Regions from separate parts of the Triticum aestivum genome. Here region 1 is linked to region 2. A link is a contact called in public Hi-C data. All regions are on one chromosome and are shown on one strand. The core of a region is the stretch at or near the end of the contact, and the rest is flanking DNA. Distances in the headings are between cores, read along the strand shown.

Region 1 (3,238 bases), core at 277-2,776, 140 kb after region 2:
TAAATAGCAATAACTAGCATAAAATTCTTTGGTTCAGAGCAGCAACAAATTTCATGCATTTATACTACCGAACAAAATTCATGGTCCAAATCATGGACTATCACAGGTGGGAATATTGCTCAAAAGTCGAAACAGGTAAAGACATGATGTTGGTACTGTGTTAAATGCAACTATTCAAGTTACTTTGAGGCAACCATGAAATCCTGACACAACAACAGACCCCAAGTCCCTATATCAAATCTAAAATCACATAAAATGGGAGAAGTAACTATTGACATCAACCTCCTCAGGGTAGTTGAGATCCTTCACGAGCTTCTCAATGGTGCCATGGTAAGCAAGGGCCTCGAATGTCTCAGGTTTGTACTGCGCAAGAGTGTAGTCCATATCAAATCCTACTGCGGTGATGTTCCTCATGTTGAGAGACCTGTTGCAGAATATCTGCTTCCCGATGGAAATGCTTCTCGGCTCCACCGACGGCGTTGACCAGATTGCCCCGGTTGAAGCTGGTTCCACAGCGCCGCTATCCATCCTTAGAGCACTGCAGCCTGATACAAGGTGAATAGACCAAAGTACATCAGAGATATCACACTGTAATTCAGTGGTAGAACTCGGTGTTTCAACCAGGAATTCAAGCAAGGTCGGTGAAAGTCTAGCGATCAACCGATCAAAAAACGTGGCATAACTGAAACTCTGCCACATTCAGACTTCCATAACGACACGATCAGGAAACAGGATTTAAACCGCATAATTCAGCCAAACTGAAACGAATTCCAGAGTATACTCAGCAGTTCAGAAAAGAGGCCTGATCAACCCATACATACGAATCCCAAAATCTCATCGTAAACGGATACGAACCACGAAATCCTTTAAGACGGGCACAAAAGCAGAGCAAAGCATACACGATTATGCTTCAGCATTCGCCCATGGACCCGAAACCGGGTTGCCCCTCTACAGCCTAGCACTAGCAGGACTGGCCTCGGATCAAAACCAACATTCTCATATTTACGCAGCACCAAAATTAGAGAGGAACAGACATCGCTAAAATTAAGCGTGCCACCGCGAAACCGACACAGAAAAAAACGCCCGGAATCAACGAATGCTCGTCAGAAGCGCGCACCTCTGGGGGCCGAGGCCGAAGCGGTGGGGGAGGAGCACGAGGCGGGTGACGACGACGAGGAGGAGGAGGAGGCGAAGAAGAGGAGGAGCGGAGGCGAGAGGGGCGCGAGGCGTAGGGCGGCGGCGAGCGGCCTCCTGGAGAGCATGTCGCCTTAAATAGGCGAGCGGGGGTGGTGCGGGTGAGGAGGATGACGGGACGCTGTTGTTGGCGGGCCAGGGGGAGAATAAATGGAGTGGGGGGAATCCGAGGGGGTGGGAGCACCGCCGCGCGGCGGCGCCATCTCACCGGAGGGCGGGCATTGGGCGGCGGGACAAGTGGCGCGGGGATCGGGTGCGGTGCGGTGCGGATTCGGATGCCGCGTGCGTCGGAAGCCAGCAGCGACCGCGGGCGACGGAGGGAGGGCGGAGGGGGGAGGGAGTTCCGGGGGCGAGGGGAGGTGGGGGCTGGAGGCGGGGCCGCGGGGCAATAATGAGGTCGGGTCGGTTCGTGGGTGAGGGAATAACAGAACGGGTGGTTCGGCTCCCCCTCCGGGATTTTCCTCCGGCCACACGCACGCTCGCCGCTCTTGCGCGCACGAGCTTGATTTCATCGTGCTTATCGTGTTATTAGGGTGACACGTGGATACCTTGGATTTTTCTTTTGCAACTGCAAAACAAAATTCTTTAGGTTTTTTAATAATGTACTACTAGAAGTGTACTACCTCCGTCCTGGTTTATTGATTTTCTTCGTATTTTGTGTCAAAGTTTAACCATAGATTTAACTATCAAAATGTCAATGCATTGCATGCCGTGAAAAATTAAATAGATTCATATTTGAACATGGTTTTCGATGATATTATTTTGCTACATATAAATTATATATTATTAGTTTAAACTATGGTTAAAATATGACGCTAAATACAAAGGGACTAATAAATCAGGACGGAGATAGTAGATTATTATTCTTTCAGTGTGAGACGGTTGTGGTGACTTTCGTAAATCTTAAAGCCCCACATTTTTTATTTTGTTTTTGGTAGTAGGTGTTATTTGAATGTGTGTGTGCGCGCACGCGCGTCTACGTTGTAATCGATGTTTTTAAACAAAGCTCGTATGGGCGTGAAACAAGATCTACTAAAACGTAAGGAGTTTGATAACCGGCGAACTTCTGATTTTTAAGAAATCCTAGCGGATGCCTTCGGAACCGTCAGATCCCGATAGAACGCATGGCAATCACCCTGCACAATGTGGCTATTTTTCTGCCTTTTTTGTACTACATGGCAAATTTCGCTTTGGAGCATGACGACAAATCTCTTACAAACAACATGGCAATTTTCTGTTTTGGTATGGCAGTTTTGGACGTTCGTGAGAAAATCTTAAAAATCTGACGTTAGATATTAGGGTAACCTAGATATTAACATTTCTCAAATGTAATATCTGAATTTATACGTGTACATCACATCGGCTCAACACTTGTGTGTTGCTACAATGAACAAATTCTTCTACCATTCATGTCATGTCGAATCATATCAACTAGTGATCTCAAATTTGGTTGTCTAAAACCACTCGCTACTCGATAGCGATGACACCTGATAACTCATCATCTCACCCACTTTGCAACAGATTTTACTACTGGTGTAAAAAGAGAAGGTGATACACGACTGCCTCCACCGACTAGAAGTTATAAGAGTAGAGATAGTACTAATGAAATCAACAGCATTAGAGATACACATGTGCTTACGAGTAGCTTTATTGACATAGAAGTGAGCTTCCAAAATTAATATGGATGGCATACCCTTAATGGAAGACTTTGTGGCATTTGTATACCAATAGGACATTACTTGTCAAGTCAAAATGACCGATAAAACGATATGGATGGTTTTATCGGCAAGACTTTTCTTCTAGTACAACTAGGGAGAACAATTTATATTTGGTTAGGTCAGTTTTGTGCTCGCATAGTTACCGAGTATACCTGTAATTGACACGTAAAAGTTATCGCGTGAGTCATGACAACGACATGTATGATAGTAGTGAATAAGTGGGACTAGGAATATGTAGTCATGAAAAGGAAGATAGGGTTACGATTTGGAATGAGAAGAATTTAGAAGGTGACGCAGAAACGTCGAATACGAAGAATAAACCAAGC
Region 2 (2,925 bases), core at 40-2,539:
TACAAGGAGTCAAGATAAAAGAACAGTCAACAGAAGCAAGCACGACAATAAGACTAATAGCATGTGTGAAATTCGCCACTTAACTGTAACTTTCCTCTCGAAGAAGTACTTGAGCGTCAGCATCAAACCACGGACCATTTCAGTCAAAAACAATGTATTGATACTCCTTTCAAACACTGAAGAAAGAGCATTAAAATGAGAGGTGAAGCAGTATCCTAACAGCAACAAGGAAAATAGCCAACATACAATTGTATGCCCATATAAAAAACATATACTCACCAGCACTCCAATCTTTGGCGAGCTCTTTCGCAAGCTGTTCTTTCTCCTCGTCCTCTGATCATTAAAGAGGGCAGCGCTTTCAGAGAACAGTAGCATCGCACAAATTTAAATTCAAGATGCAACTATGCACACACAAAATCATAGCATGGAATTAGTGTTCGAAAGAATAAGGCCAATTAGAATTCGATACTATAGTCCATCATCATCAGCAAATGGCTTTAAGTTGTAAAGAACAGGTTCTCCTAAAACCAACGGGAGGCAGCATGGCACAATTTTTGACCATTTCATACTGGGTGTCAGGCATCAGTGTGCAACTAACTAATACTCTATAACCGAAGATCTGTTCCAAAGAGTTTCAGGTACAACCCTAATTCCTCGCTCACACGCTACCGTATGCACCACAAGATATAGAAAATCAATCACTTTGAACACACGAAATGCATGGAAATGGTAAGGTAGAACCAACATAGCCCGAACCACATTTCCGAAATAATCATAATACCAAAAGCTCAGGAAGAGGGGAGAGGGTGGATACCTTTGAACCTCTTGGGCGCCCCCGCGTCCATGTAGGTCCGGAGGTGGCCCTGCATCGCCGTCGCGGACGGGCCGAGACGCGCCTGAAACACCGGCAAACCACGAATCAGGCGCAAGTCACAGCAAACAGGAGTGCGGGGCGGCGTGCCTCGATCTGAAAGCCGGAGGGCGGACGGCGGAGATCTAGGAGGGCGACGGCGGGCAGGGGAGGCGGGGGAGGGGTAGAAGGGCTGCTCACCGTCTGCCTAGCGCGGAGGGCCATCGCTGCCTGCCGGGCTAGGAGCGCCGCCATGGTGGCGTCGTCGGCGACGAGGAGACGGTGGATTCGGATCGAAAGGGGGTTGAGGTGGACTGTGCACTGTGGTCTCTAGTTAGTGGCTGGGGGATGTCCGGGTGTGTGGAGAAACAGGAACTTACAGGTGGGCTAGGCTGGGCTGGGCTGGGAAGTGCAGCACCGCCCAGAAGACAGGGGGGCCTTCCGTGTGTTCAAGGCACTAGAGGTATAGAAGTGCCCCGTGCCCATCCAAAACGTTCGAGATCGATTGCCTGTTTTTTTTCCTTCTCGCTCGCGAGTTAGGGTTTCTTCTCCCTGGGGCGATCTCTTCGTCGCCATCGAATTCGTTCACCTTCCCTCCCTTGGCAGTGCCATCGGGGCTGATTCGGGCTGATTACGGGGTGGTTCTGGACCATCACCCGGCCTTGGTTGGACCTGACTGGTTACGGGCAGGGAGCTAGGGTTCGTTTACAATGCTCGATCGGATCTCCTTCAGGTTAGGGTTTCAAGAGGATGGCAGAGGAAGGCGCGTCAGCGGCTGCAAGACGCGTCGCAGGCCCCTCTGTCGAGTTGGAGAAGATGATGGCAAAGCTGGGCCTTCGCGATGAGGACTTGGACGACGTCGTCTATGATGAGGAAGCTGCACCGCCGAAGGCGGCTCGGTGGAGCGCCGTGACGCGGGTGCACATAAACAAGGAATATAGCCAATTTTGGCTCTTCAAGAACATGCGAGCGGCATGGGATCTCGCTCAGAACTGCAAGTTTCATCCCTTAGAGGATAATCTCTACACAATACAGTTCTTTTGCTTAGGGGATTGGGAACACGTCATGCAGGACGGCCCGTGGAACTTCCGTGGATCACACGATGATCCTTACGCCCTATGATGGAATCACCCAACCCTCCAAAGTAGCGCTGGACACACTTGATATTTGGGTGCAGATTCATGATGTCCTGGACAAGTACGCCCATCTAGTTCCAGCCTTGGCAGGGAAAGTTGGGGAAGTTCTGTTCGTGGAATCGCAGTCTCAAGACTTCGCCGGCAACTTCTACCGAGTCTGGGTTAAGATCAATGTCTTCAAACCACTCAAGAATGCGGTGTCAATGATTCGCGATGGCAATCGTCAGATATAAAAGGTGAAGTATGAGAAACTTCCTGATTGGTGCGCCGTTTGTGGGCGTCTAGGCCATGTTTTCAAAGAGCACAGTGATGGAGTTCATACACCAGATGCGCTCTTCTTCAAAGACCTGCGGGCTTCCTGGACCATGAGGACGGGGACTGGCCCCGGGGGAGGCCGAGGTCGCCGCGGTGGGCAGGGAGGAGGCCGAGGTGGCCACACCAACAATGCTACTGCGAGAGGGGCGTCGTCTACGGCTCCGGGTTATGATGATCCTGTTGACACTGCTAGCCGTGTGATTGTGGACACTGATATGATGGAGGGTAACAGGAAGCGTCCGGAGAGAGCAAGTCAAAGTGAACAACAATCTGTTGGAGGATCCATAAACAGTCAACTTGCAATCATTCCGGCTGAACTAAATGCAATGAGTCCTCCACCAAAGAGAGAATCAAAAAGGGCAAAGGCGGCTGATGGCAATGAGGAGTTAGGGCGTGTTCTGATCTCCTCCAACTTCACAAATCCAGCTTCCCTAACCAGCTTCTTGCTTCACACAGCGATTCGCAAGTGTTCGACGCCGAGCGTAGCTTCTCGGGTCGCTAAAGCCAAGCTAGGAGGTTGTTGGGCCTAGTTGGGTGCCAGTTTGGGCCGTTGGAGGTAGCCTAGAGAGCCTTTGTACCTATTCGATCGAGAGAGAATGACCAGCGATATGTGTGGGCAACGTA

The links. Hi-C and Micro-C count contacts between places; a contact is called where the count stands out from the background.
Region 1: a contact with region 2 is called in a Hi-C map of leaf, with 5 times the contacts expected there. The contact joins the promoter of LOC123105188 here to the promoter of LOC123105187 in region 2. A contact is called at or near these places in 2 of 5 Hi-C or Micro-C datasets (both in leaf).

The regions. Positions count from the first base shown.
Region 1 is chr5A:600,480,763-600,484,000 of IWGSC CS RefSeq v2.1, forward strand. It overlaps LOC123105188 (5'-nucleotidase domain-containing protein 4), which reads right to left and starts at 1,527. Exons shown (of 17, transcript XM_044527202.1): 1 at 1,118-1,527; 2 at 283-545. The coding sequence starts at 1,262.
Region 2 is chr5A:600,340,571-600,343,495 of IWGSC CS RefSeq v2.1, forward strand. LOC123105187 (NADH-ubiquinone oxidoreductase subunit 8) reads right to left here and starts at 1,290. Exons shown (of 8, transcript XM_044527200.1): 1 at 1,052-1,290; 2 at 815-896; 3 at 280-333; 4 at 85-176. The coding sequence starts at 1,105.